2 separate regions of the Mus musculus genome follow, and region 1 is linked to region 2. Evidence: chromatin contacts called from public promoter capture Hi-C data. All regions are on one chromosome and are shown on one strand. Each heading gives the region's core, a stretch centred on a gene start, on an enhancer-like site or on the middle of the called end of the contact. The rest is flanking DNA. Distances are from core to core; before and after follow the strand shown. Region 1 overlaps Odaph (odontogenesis associated phosphoprotein). Region 2 holds the start of Ereg (epiregulin).

What was found. Promoter capture Hi-C pulls out the DNA fragments that hold promoters and counts their contacts.
Region 1: a promoter capture Hi-C map of hippocampal neurons shows a contact between it and region 2, with 8 times the contacts expected there. The contact joins the enhancer-like site here to the promoter of Ereg in region 2. A contact is called at or near these places in 8 of 39 promoter capture datasets (the 3T3-L1 cell line, HPC-7-derived erythroid cells, cranial neural crest and 3 more) and 1 of 115 datasets of contacts at active chromatin or transcription factors (embryonic fibroblasts).

What each region holds. Positions count from the first base shown.
Region 1 is chr5:91,991,873-91,997,608 of GRCm38.p6, reverse strand. Odaph (odontogenesis associated phosphoprotein) reads right to left here. Exons shown (of 2, transcript NM_001177577.1): 2 at 2,292-2,964. The coding sequence ends at 2,648. Among named protein-coding and RNA genes, the nearest start is that of Odaph, 7.3 kb to the right of the region's middle. Within about 2 kb of position 2,843, at least 25 of the 459 cell types and tissues checked have an H3K27ac peak or open chromatin away from gene starts, as enhancers often do. A contact at or near this core is called in embryonic fibroblasts and hippocampal neurons, where this site is marked.
Region 2 is chr5:91,070,864-91,076,531 of GRCm38.p6, reverse strand. Ereg (epiregulin) reads right to left here and starts at 1,915. Exons shown (of 5, transcript NM_007950.2): 1 at 1,727-1,915. The coding sequence starts at 1,772. Gm19610 (a long non-coding RNA gene) reads left to right here and starts at 1,597. Exons shown (of 3, transcript XR_001784889.2): 1 at 1,597-1,858; 2 at 3,154-3,350.

The DNA.
Region 1 (5,736 bases), core at 1,594-4,093, 920 kb before region 2:
ATTCTTGAAATTAGGCTCTCATTCTCCATCAAATGCCCCAGAATCTCTTCTCTGAGAACATGATATTCTCTTCCAGAATTGCAAATTCAGAAACTTAACTGGTATGACAGCATTACTAAATATATTGTTCATATTCTAAGTTTGCCAGATCATTTATGGCCACCCTCCAACCCCCAGCCCTCACTGCCAGCCTTCCCATCTCAGGATCCCACACTACATTATCTGGCACGACATGTTCGTTCATTTGCTTTAACCTTCTCCTTTCATGGGGTCAGCATTTTTGAAGATGCTAATTTTGAGCACATCCTCAAACCCTCTGAGTTTATTGTAGGAGTAAATTGAGCTTATCTGTATGGGACATAATTAGAACTGTAGACTTACCTGGTTATTCACACCTCAAAGCCAAAAATACATGAAAGAATGATCATATCCTCCTGAAAGACCCCTTTGCTCCCAAACCAGCTTCATGTTAAAAAGAATGCGCATCTTAATGCCCTGGAGAAGCTAGATCCCTGGAAGGCATTGGTGGCTGGAGACACTCCAACGCAACATACTTGTCTGGAGTCACCATATTTTAGAAGCAAAATTCATGAAGCCAGAAGAATGGTAGAAATGTGTTTAAGTCATAAGAGCTCAAAGTTTTGAGTGCAAGTGTGTGCTGCCTAGCATAGAGGCATCTTTACCCATTACAGGGAGCGGGACAGTGTTATCTCACTTTACCTAAAGAAGATTCTGTCAAACCTGGAAGAATTAGCCAGCTTTCAGCAACAAACACAGTGATTGATACACCAAACCTGCCATCCATTGTTACTATGTAATCTGAGGTTTACACACTACCTAACAGGGTCTTGTAAGGGGTTAGACTTTAATTGTAAACTTGTATTTACATTTATTATTGTGTGTGAGAGGTGTCCTTGGAGAGGGGAGGCACAGGTGTCTCGGTGTCAGTGTGGAGGTCAGAAGATCACTGGTAGCCGGTTCTCTCCACTACCTTCTATGCCCAGAACTATTAATTTTTTTAAAAAAAGATTTTATTTCTTTATTTTATACATATGATGAATACACTGTTCCTATCTTCAGACACACAACAGAAGAGTGCATCAGATTCCATTACAGATGGTTGTGAACCACCATGTGGTTGCTGGGATTTGAATTCAGAACCTCTGGAAGAGCAGTCAGTGCTCTCAACCGCTGAGCCATCTCTCCAGCCCTTAATTTTTTTTTGTTTTTTGTTTTTTCGAGTCAGGGTTTCTCTGTATAGCCCTGGCTGTCCTGGAACTCACTCTGTAGACCAGGCTGGTTAATTTTTTTTTTAATAGCAAAAGTTCTAATATTTGGAAGGGAAATGCCCCAATCAAACTTAGGGTTGTTTTGAGACAGCGAGGTTCTTCGAGACTGCCAAGCACATAGGTGTGCTGTGAAGAGCCAGGGAGAGACATGAGATTAAAATCCAAATCTTTCTTCGTGTTTGTCTTTTTCTGGTTTGTTTTTCCTCCCCACCAAACAAACACAGAATGTGTGAAGTTCATTTCAAAATATATTTTCAGGATTAAAATAGGCTTTAACTTAAGCCTCTAAATTTGAAGGAAGTATCCCTTCTTACACTACTGGCTACCATGGCTTAAGTTTTTTCCTTTTCCATTTGACATGGGAAAGAAGCATGCCAGCATGACCATCTGTCTTCTTTTCCTGGATGTCCATTCCCAGAGTTCTCACGCATTTGTGTTTTTCTGAGTTTTCTTTCTTCCTATGTCACAGCAACGACAGCAGCAGCATTTGCACATAATTCTTGAGAACAAGTAGGAGTCACTGGCCTCATGCACAGAACTCCCACATCATTGCAAAGTGAGTGGCACAAGCGAGAGGCAGGGTTTGTTAGAGAGGCCACATGGACAAGGCCTTGTCTCTTACTCCCCTGAGAGCACAAGGCCCTCATCTTGAGATGCAGTCAACTAATGTCCAGGTAATTTTAAAGCCCAGTTTTTGATTGGAGCCATGTTGAAAGTTTGAAGAGAAGTATGTGTCTATGTGACAATCACAGGAGAAACAATGACACAGTTGTCTAATTAATATGAGCAAATAGTAATATTAAAAGTAAGTTAGGATATGACAGGTAAAATATTTTGAGTTGGGCAGTTCCCCGTAAAATTAGAGCATTACCTAGAACCATTTTCTCTAGATGGCTTTTTGCTTTAATCTTTATAGTTTCTTTTAAAGCTCTTTGTAGATCCATCTGCTCTCTAAGATTCCCGTTGAGTACGAAAAGAGTGTTATTAATGGATGCATTTGGCTCATAACGGTCTCATTAAAATGTCCTTCACTCTAATTTGGAAGTGGAGGTTAATTAATACTGCTGGTGTCCAAGTACGGATAAAAAATTATTAGAACCGCCCACTAAAAGACTTTATTTGCACTAATATCCTGTGGAATAAGACTGGTGCCGTTACGGCCAGATTTTGTAAGCAAAAATGTGTAATCCAAACTCCTTGTTGTTGATTAAAAAAAAGAAAGAAAGAGAAAAAAAATCTCGTCACTGTCATTGAGGGTACTTAATCTTCCAACGCAGGGATTTTAGATTGGAGAGCGAAACAGTTTCATCACCCTTTCCAGAGGCGCCGATTCTTTTGCTTCAACAAGTCTGCGCTTCTCAGTTCTCCCTGCTCTCCTCAGATGAGCTTCCGCTCTGCTGCTGTCTTCTAAGGATGAGTCGCCAAGGGATCAGTCTACCTCGCGGCCTGTAGAATGGCCAGAACTGGAAGCGGCGGTTGTTTGGAAGGAAGAAAGGGAACCTCGGGGAGAAGCCCGGCCCCCTTGGTGGAAAAGAAAACGTGGGTGTCCTTGGGATGGGCTGGGCCCTTGTTACCAGATTCCTTGTGGTGGGCGGAGGAGTGAGTGTGAAGATCTGGCAGTCTGTAGGCTTTGCGTTATTTTGTGAGCCGCCAGGAGGGGTGACTACATCTTGTCCTGTGGAAATGAAAATGTAGGTCAGGAAATGGGCCTAGCAGCAGAAACAAAAGACAGTTAGATCCCTCCGGGTGAGGCTTGGAGAGAGATAAGAATCAAACAGAGACATTTTAAAGCATGACTGAACTGCAGTGACTCAAGGAGATGATGCATGGACACAGCTAACGATCCACATATTTATCTGGGGAACTGGTCCAAAAGAAATAAATACATATTTATCAAAGACACTAGAAGACTAAATAGGTTACAGTAACCTAAACAATCCAAATGCCCCCATCAATAGGAGGATAGCTAAATAAACCATATACTTCATACAATGAAACAGTCCCCAGAATGAAAAGCAAAACCAGCCAGGCCCTAGACACCCAGATGAATCCAAGCTACAATAAACAATGGAAATTAAACACAAAAAGGTGTACAGTGTTCATGAATAAGCAAAGTGGAGCTAAGGTAAGAAGTCAGAATGAGGATCAGCACAAATGTGATTTTATGGAGGAATTAACCAAGAACTCTGTAGCAATGTTCTACACTTTGATCTCAGTACTCATTAAGTAGATTTGGATATTAGGTAATATACATACACATATGTGTACCAGTATAAAATGTGGTGAAGCTGTACCTTTAGGACTTAAGGTTTTTTTGTTTCTTGGGGGGGGGGTGTTGTTGTTGTTGTTGTTGTTTTGTATATCATTTAAGACTCTGTACTGGCTGGTTTTGTGTCAACTTGGAGTTATCACAGAGAAAGGAGCTTCAGGTGAGGAAATGCCTCCTTGAGATCCAGCTGTGGGTCATTTTCTCAATTAGTGATCAAGGTGGGAGGGCCCATTGTGGGTGGTATCATCTCTGGGCTAAGCAAGCCAGAAAGTAACATCCCTCCATGGCCTCTGCATCAGCTCCTACTTCCTGACCTACTTGAGTTCCCAGTCCTGACTTCTTTTGGTGATGAACAGCAACATGGAAGTGTAAGCTGAATAAACCCTTTCCTCCCCAACTTGCTTCTTGGTCATGCTGCTTGTACAGGAATAGAAACCCTGACTAAGACAGACTCACTGAAATAACACAAAATTTATTTACTATGGAGAAAATAAAAAATAAAGAAAATAGTGCCAAAGACCAGTGCACACATCTTGGTTTTGAGAAGAAATTTGGATGTAGCCAAGGGTTAGTTGTTCCCGTGCCTGAATCAGCCATTGAGTTGGTCTTGCAAAAGTAAGTTCTGCTGTGCAGAGTTCTGTGGCCTAGAACATATCAGTCTAGACAAGAGAAGACTGAACAGATGTGAATGCTGGAAACATGAACATCCTCCAGGAAGCTGAGCGTTCTGGTGACTTGAAAACCAAAACCCAAACCCAACCCAAACCAAACCAAAGCAAGCAACCAACCAATCAAAAACCCCTCTCCCTCTCCCAGGACAGTTGATTTGAATTTCTTGGCCACACTGGATATAATTATCTAGCTGCCAGAGACCTTAGTTCCTTTTTTTTTTTTTTTTAAAGAATTTGTTTATTATATGTAAGTACATTGTAGCTGTCTTTAGACACCAGAAGAGGGTGTCATATGTCACTACGGATGGTTGTGAGCCACCATGTGGTTGCTGGGATTTGAACTTAGGACCTTCTGAAGAGCAGTCAGTGCTCTTACCCGCTGAGCCATCTCACCAGCCCCTTAGTTCATTTTTAAACCAACAACTCTTAGATATGTCAGCTTTGAACACCTGGCTGTGGCTGATTGGGCTATTGCTAGACACTCAACACAGTCACCAGCTAGTCACTGAGGAATTAAATTCTCACTTGAGAATTACTGTGAAGACACAGTGGGAGATGTTAGTAGGAGGTGTAGGACAGTGGCTGATGTGTGACTTTTTGGCCAGTTGAATTTTGATGGAGAGGTCAGCCTCCATGTAATAGTATGGTAAGCAGCCTTCTTCCCCCCTCTTTCCCCCCCCCAAGATAGTATGTATATGCATGTTCACATACATGTGTGCCTGTGTGTGCATGATTATGTATACACATGTGTGGAGGCCAGAGATTGATGTTGGGCATCTCTATAACTTGATCTCTACTTTATTTATTGAGGCAGGATCTCTCACGGAACCCAGCACTCTCTGATTCCCCTGGTCAGTGACTGCTGGAGAGGAAGTCACTGTCTTCAGTGATGGAGCCACCAACCTATGCTCTAGTGGAGACCTTCACACCCACGTCTACTTGGTTGGCCTTGGTTAAATCCGACAGAACAAGCACAAAGCAAAACCAAAACGAGACTTGAAAGTGGGATGGAGATTTGTGGGAGCACCTGGGAGGGGTTGGTAGTTGATAGTGGGAGATGGTAAGAGAAGGTAAAAGGATGGGTGTGGTTAGGCCTGTATGTAGTTGTATACAATGTCATACTTATAAGATAATCATTTTATAAGGTTGGTAATTTTCCCCACACCTATCCAGACTACTGAATATTGAAACGATATGACTGAAATTAGGTCGAGAAACATCAAATTATAGAAGATGACTAAATCCCACAGTGTTGATTCTTTCTGATAAATTCCTAACTTTTGTAACATGAAAACTTTATATACTCAGAATCTAGCCACTAGGAGAGAAGTTAGCCTTGCTGGGAAGTCTCATCCTGATAGCTGGCTATTAGGTCAGGCTCAGCAAGGCCTTGAGCTCTGCCATCCAGTGAACTATCCCGCTTTATAAACATCCTGACCACCACCTGCTGCATAGGCTCATCTTGTTTCTTGATGCCCTGAAGCTGACCTCTCAATCCCATAGTGGT
Region 2 (5,668 bases), core at 666-3,165:
ATTCCAATATCAAGTGGCTTTCTTTCTTTCTTTTTTTTCTTTCTTCCTTTCTTCCTTCCTTCCTTTCTTTCTTTCTTTCTTTCTTTCTTTCTTTCTTTCTTTCTTTCTTTCTTTCTTTCTTTCTTTCTTTCTTTCTCCTTCTCTATGCTTTGTACTGAAACAATAAGACCTGCCTACATACCAGGCTATAAAGGTACAATGTAGAACTCCAAACAGGAACTTTTCTAGTGACAAGAAGTATCTCAACAGACTGGGAGAACAGAAACTGACCTAGCTCATTTGGAACCGGGCTTGGCGCCTGATGAAACAGGTGAACTGTAATTAAGGACTGCAATAAAGGAGTTAAGCACTTTCATGACAACAAAAACACACACAGCACACCCCGCACTAGGCGGCTAGCAACCCCATTATTCACAGACTCTTGCTATCCCACATTAGCATATCCACTGAGATGCACAGAATAGACAGTTGCATTGTCTGGATACACCTTGTAAGTGGAAAAACAAAGTCACTCCACCACTGTGACCTTTAGGTTCATGCCTAACTTGAGGAAGACTGTCACCGATTGGAGTTTATCCTTTTCAGAGACCTTAAACTAAACACAGTGAAGCCACGTTGCTTAAAATTGCTCTTCTAGCAAGGCATTCTTAGCTCATTTTTGACAGAAACCACAGATCCAGTTTCCACTTGGGTTCTTGCCCTTAAACGTGTAATCTCTAAGTATGCATAGTATGTACTTCATTAGGGTTCCCAACCCCTGTAAGGCGTGTCAAAATAATAATTTAACTGTCGCATCCTGCACAGGAAGCGTCTCAGGGAAATTTGTCTCATTGCAAGTTCAAGAAGAATGTGGGATTGATAACTTTTATTTCCTTATTAAAACGTTCATCTATTGGGAAAGTTTATATATAACTCTTAAATCATCTGGCACTTAAGAAATTAGGGACAATTGGTTAAACAAAATAAAGCAGAGAGAGAGAGAGAGAGAGAGAGAGAGAGAGAGAGAGAGAGAGAGAGAGAGAGAGAGAGAGAGAGAGAGAGAGAAACTTTGCAAATAATGGGATTCCCACATTTGTGCCCCTGCCCACAGAGCTAACTCATTTCAAACAAGAAAACTACCCATAAAACAAACAAAAACCTCTCTAAACTACCCATCTTTAAGCCTGGGAGGCAGGGGCTGCTGGGGAAAGCAGCAGGTGAGAAGTCTGTTGGCAGTTGCTTCCTGGACCTGACCAGGTAGCCTTGGCCCCAGCAGCCCTGCTGGAGCAGGCACATCCCAGAGCCCCCTGGTTGTAAACTGGTCCTTTGCACAAAGGTCTCTAGCAGGCTGAAGCAATCTCTTCCTGCACCACCCTAAGAAAGTAAATCATTATCTATCAGAGATACTGTCCATACCTTTGGGGTTCTAGAACTGCTCAATTTTCAAAAGAAAGTGGGGGCGGGGAGGGGGGGAGAAAACCTTTAAAACTTTTAAAAAGTTTTTTTCAGTAAAATTGATATTAATTCATGCATAACATAAACTAGTCATGAATTTATCGACAAAAAGCAACGTCAACCGACCAAGTCGCACCATCCCGCACTTCCCCAGCCCCGCCAGTGAGAAAGACAGACTCACAGAAGACATCCTCTTAGACTGAGCGCACTTTAACAACTCCATACTTGTCCTATGACAAATGCACCGCGCCTTCCTCCCCCTCTTCTCCTCTTGGGGGCGTCGAGGGCTTACCTAGACAAAGCAGCGTCAAGACCCAAGAGGCAGGGAGCGTCTCCATCCTTCTTTCTCGGTGCAGCTTGCGGAGTGCGCGGCGGCCAGCGGGAGCAAGGTGCCTGTGGCTGAGTTGGAACCGAGCTGATCCAGGTACCAGAGCCCACCAAGTCGCTGTGACTCTGAGCAGCCAGGCAAGTGAGCTGAGCTACTCGGCGCAGCGCAGCGACCTTTATAAGTCTGGGGAGGTGCCTAGGCACGCGAGGACTTACTAGCGGGTTGTCCAGGGTTTCCTAATGCCACCCCCCGGGGGGAGGAGTGGTGGCCAGCGGAGGACTGGCCAGATGTCATCCTCCCTCTCAGGAACACCTGAGAGGAGGGTTTCAGGAATGAATGTCCTTCTAGTGTGGCTACTCCCCAAACTTTTCCATCCTCCTTGTCTTCGGACTCAAGCCCCGAGGAGGTGGGGAGCTTGGACCAGATGGGTTGGTTTGCTCTATGGGGTCATCTGCCGGGTAGTGGGTGGCTTTAGTTGCTGTGGGTGACTGTTGTAGTCAGGGCTGTGTTTCCAGCGCATACTTTTGGAGAGTTGAGTTGCCAACTCAGGCCGGAATAACTCCCTGTTTGGGAACATACTTGAAGCATGTCACTGGCTCCAGAGCTCTCTGCTCCTATTCAAATGCCCGGAAATGCCTTTCACCCTCACGCCTTCCTTCTCAGCCCCTCAGCTTCCAATGTGATTCAGACATTTATCACCTCAAAGTCTAGTAATTATGAAGAAAGCCCTATATTGTTTGTCCGTTCTGTCCTATTTGCTATCTATTGGCAAATTTTTTGAGTTAACAACTCCAAACACTGCCTTAATCCAGCACTCCTTGCTACAACAACTTTCCAGTTCTCTGTGCCTGTCTCAAATGCAAACTTGAATCGGTCCTTATCTGAGCTCGCACTAGTTTGTCAGACAAATTGGCTCACCACCTCACCATTTCTGCTTCTTCGCAGTTTCCTCCCATTGCTGATGGAGTCATACTTGGGGGAAAGGCTGCCTTTTATGAGGAACTAGGCGAATTAGTCTATTTAGCGTGGCTCTCGAGGCCCGGGATGTGTGAGTTCACAGGGATCTTGTCTGGTTTGAGATACCTTTTCCCTTGATTCATAGAATCTAGATTAGGCCCTGCGCTTCTGGTTAAATGACTGTGTATGCTTTGGTTTTTATTTATAAGTCTGGTTTTCATATCTCTACAGACATAGGGGTTTTTCCTCCCTCTGGGTTTTAGTTACATTCCTCTGGAGAGATTAGGAATAGTCAATTTAACACACAAAGAGATTGGGATGGAAAATGGAATCTGAATGATTTTTGCCTAGTACATTTGTTGATTTTCTAGCTCAAAATTAGAAAATGGATTGTTTATAAATTCTTTTTTTCCTGTTATTTTCTCTCCCTTAAGTCAAGGTCTTTGAGTGTCCGCACATTTTGTTGTTGGAAAGCAATACTGCATTCTTTTCGTGGTGAAGACTTAAACATTTGAATGGAAATCCTTGAAAAGCCTGCTCAGTCTTTCTACCCCGGCTCATGATGAAGGAGGCTTAAGACTAGTTAACTATTGGAGAAGATAAGGGGCGTGTTAAGCACAGTGCCTAGAAGGTCAGTGCTCCCTGAAAGTTCCCACTCTTACCTGCAAATGCCCACTCCTAAGGGGTACTTGGTAGTTAATCAATATTTACAAGTCCAGGGAAATCCAGGAACAATAGATTACAGGTAGGCAAGCTTTCTCTGTTGACTCCAATTTGTTGAAAGGGCAGATGGTAAGGAGCTTCACAGTGATTTTTTACGTGTGTGTGTGTGTGTGTGTGTGTGTGTGTCTGTCTGTCTGTCTGTCTGTCTGTGTATCAATGGCTAGAGCTGAGTAATATAACATTGGTAATGGGTTGTAGCTTTGTGGGTCACTTATAGGAGTCATACATTTGGTAAACCAGAATAAGGAAAAAGAGATTTGGTTACAAATTAGAGCTGAAAATAAAAATAGCTCAAGTGCCTGAGGAATAAAAGCAAAAGAGTGGGTCATCAGCTGGAGTCATCAGCCTCCAGCCTCCACGGTGACTTGTGCTACCTGCACAAGTACCCTTGCAATAAGTGAAAGAGAGGAGAGGGGACCTTGCTCACTCACTCACTCTGGTTCCTGCCTCCTTTCATTAGATGGAGTGCTGTGCCTTCTGTTCATAAAACAAAATAAAGGGATGGAGTAGGAGAGTAACAGGGCCATACTGACAGCAGGCAGCAAAGGGCCAGCTCTGGCACCATCTGTAGTCAAGATGGATTTTCACTCTGTGGCTGATGCCTGCATGAGGGGAAAATTCCTCACACGTCTCTTAAACATTTCCACAGCACATGCCCTTCAGCCGGCTGGCTTCTAACATGGTGTGAGGAAATCTTTTCTTTACTGGGTCTGTGTTTACTCAATTTTGTAGCCATTACTTCTCCAGCGTGACTCCACCATGACACATCAGGAGAGGTTTGCTGCTGCCTCCGCAAAATAGTATTCTGTATTTAAAAAAAAAGGAACAATTTTCATTCATTGTTACTTCATACATAGTATAAGGTACAATCATAATTCCCCTTAAAGGCAGAAACATGTTCGAGTGACTGCTGAACAGTTGGAGAATAAAATAAATTTATAATTTTCCAACTAGAAAGATGATGCTAAAACATCAGCCCGATCAGCAATCCCCAATTTGACATGTATGTGAAATTATTTTAAAGAGATTAGTAGTCTTAAGACATCTTAAGAGGTTAGTATATACAAATTACATATACATGTTTAATATTACTTAAATGTGACATTGAATTCTTACTGTGATTAGTAAGTATATTCAGTTTTTAAAAGACACTGAGTTCATTATGGCATTGTAGCATGTGCTTTTAGTATCATCCTTGATCATACTTTCATACATGTCTTTTCCTCTTCTACCCTCTCTTAATTCCTTCCTAACCCTGGTAACTCCTTTCCTGCAAACCTCTTTTTCACACTTCTGTTTATATGCTTTATTTTGTGACTCACTGGGCCTGCGTGACTTTACTCAATGTAATTTTTTTCCCAGCGCCATCCACTTACCTGCTGATAGATAAGATTCTGGGGTGCATATATTACATATTTTCAGTATCCATTCATCAGTTGATGAATATATAGGCTGCTTCCATTTCCCAACTTGTGTGAGTACAGCAGCAGTGAACACGAATATTCAGGTATCTCTGTAGTATAATATAGTGTGTGTGTGCATGTAGGTATCTGTGTGTGTGTCTCCTGTATGTGTATGCATGTGCCTGTGTGTAGCTATTATGTGTATGTTTGTGTGTGTGCATGTTGGTGTCTGTGTGTATCTCATGTATGTGTGTATGTCTGTGTCTGTCTGTATAGCCATTACATGTGTGTGTTTGCATGTATCTGCCTGTATGTCTCCTGTGTGTTTGTGTGTGCATGTAGATGTGTGTGTGTATATGTATGTATGTGTGTGTGTGTAGCCATTATATGTGTGTGTGTGTGCATGTAGGTGCCTGTATGTCTCCTGTGTGTTTGTGTATGTGTGTGCATGTAGGTGTCTGTATGTGTCTCGTGTGTGTGTATATGTGTGTATGTGTGTATAGCCATTACATGCCCAGGGCAGCATGGCTGTTTCATGAGTTAGTCTGATTTTCTGATAAGCCTCCAGAATATATTCATATTCTGCACTGAACTGCACTAGTCTCTGTTCCCACTGGCAGTGCATAAAGGTTCTCCATTCCCATCCATGTCAGCATGGTATTATTTGTTTTCCTAATGATTGCCATTCTGACTGAGATGAGAAAGGATCTTAGAATGGTTTTAATGCTGGCTAATGATATTGAAAATTTAAGTGTTTTCTAGCCATTCCTATTTATTCTTTTGTAGCCTCTTTGTCCACTCACATAGTTCATTTTCCTACTGA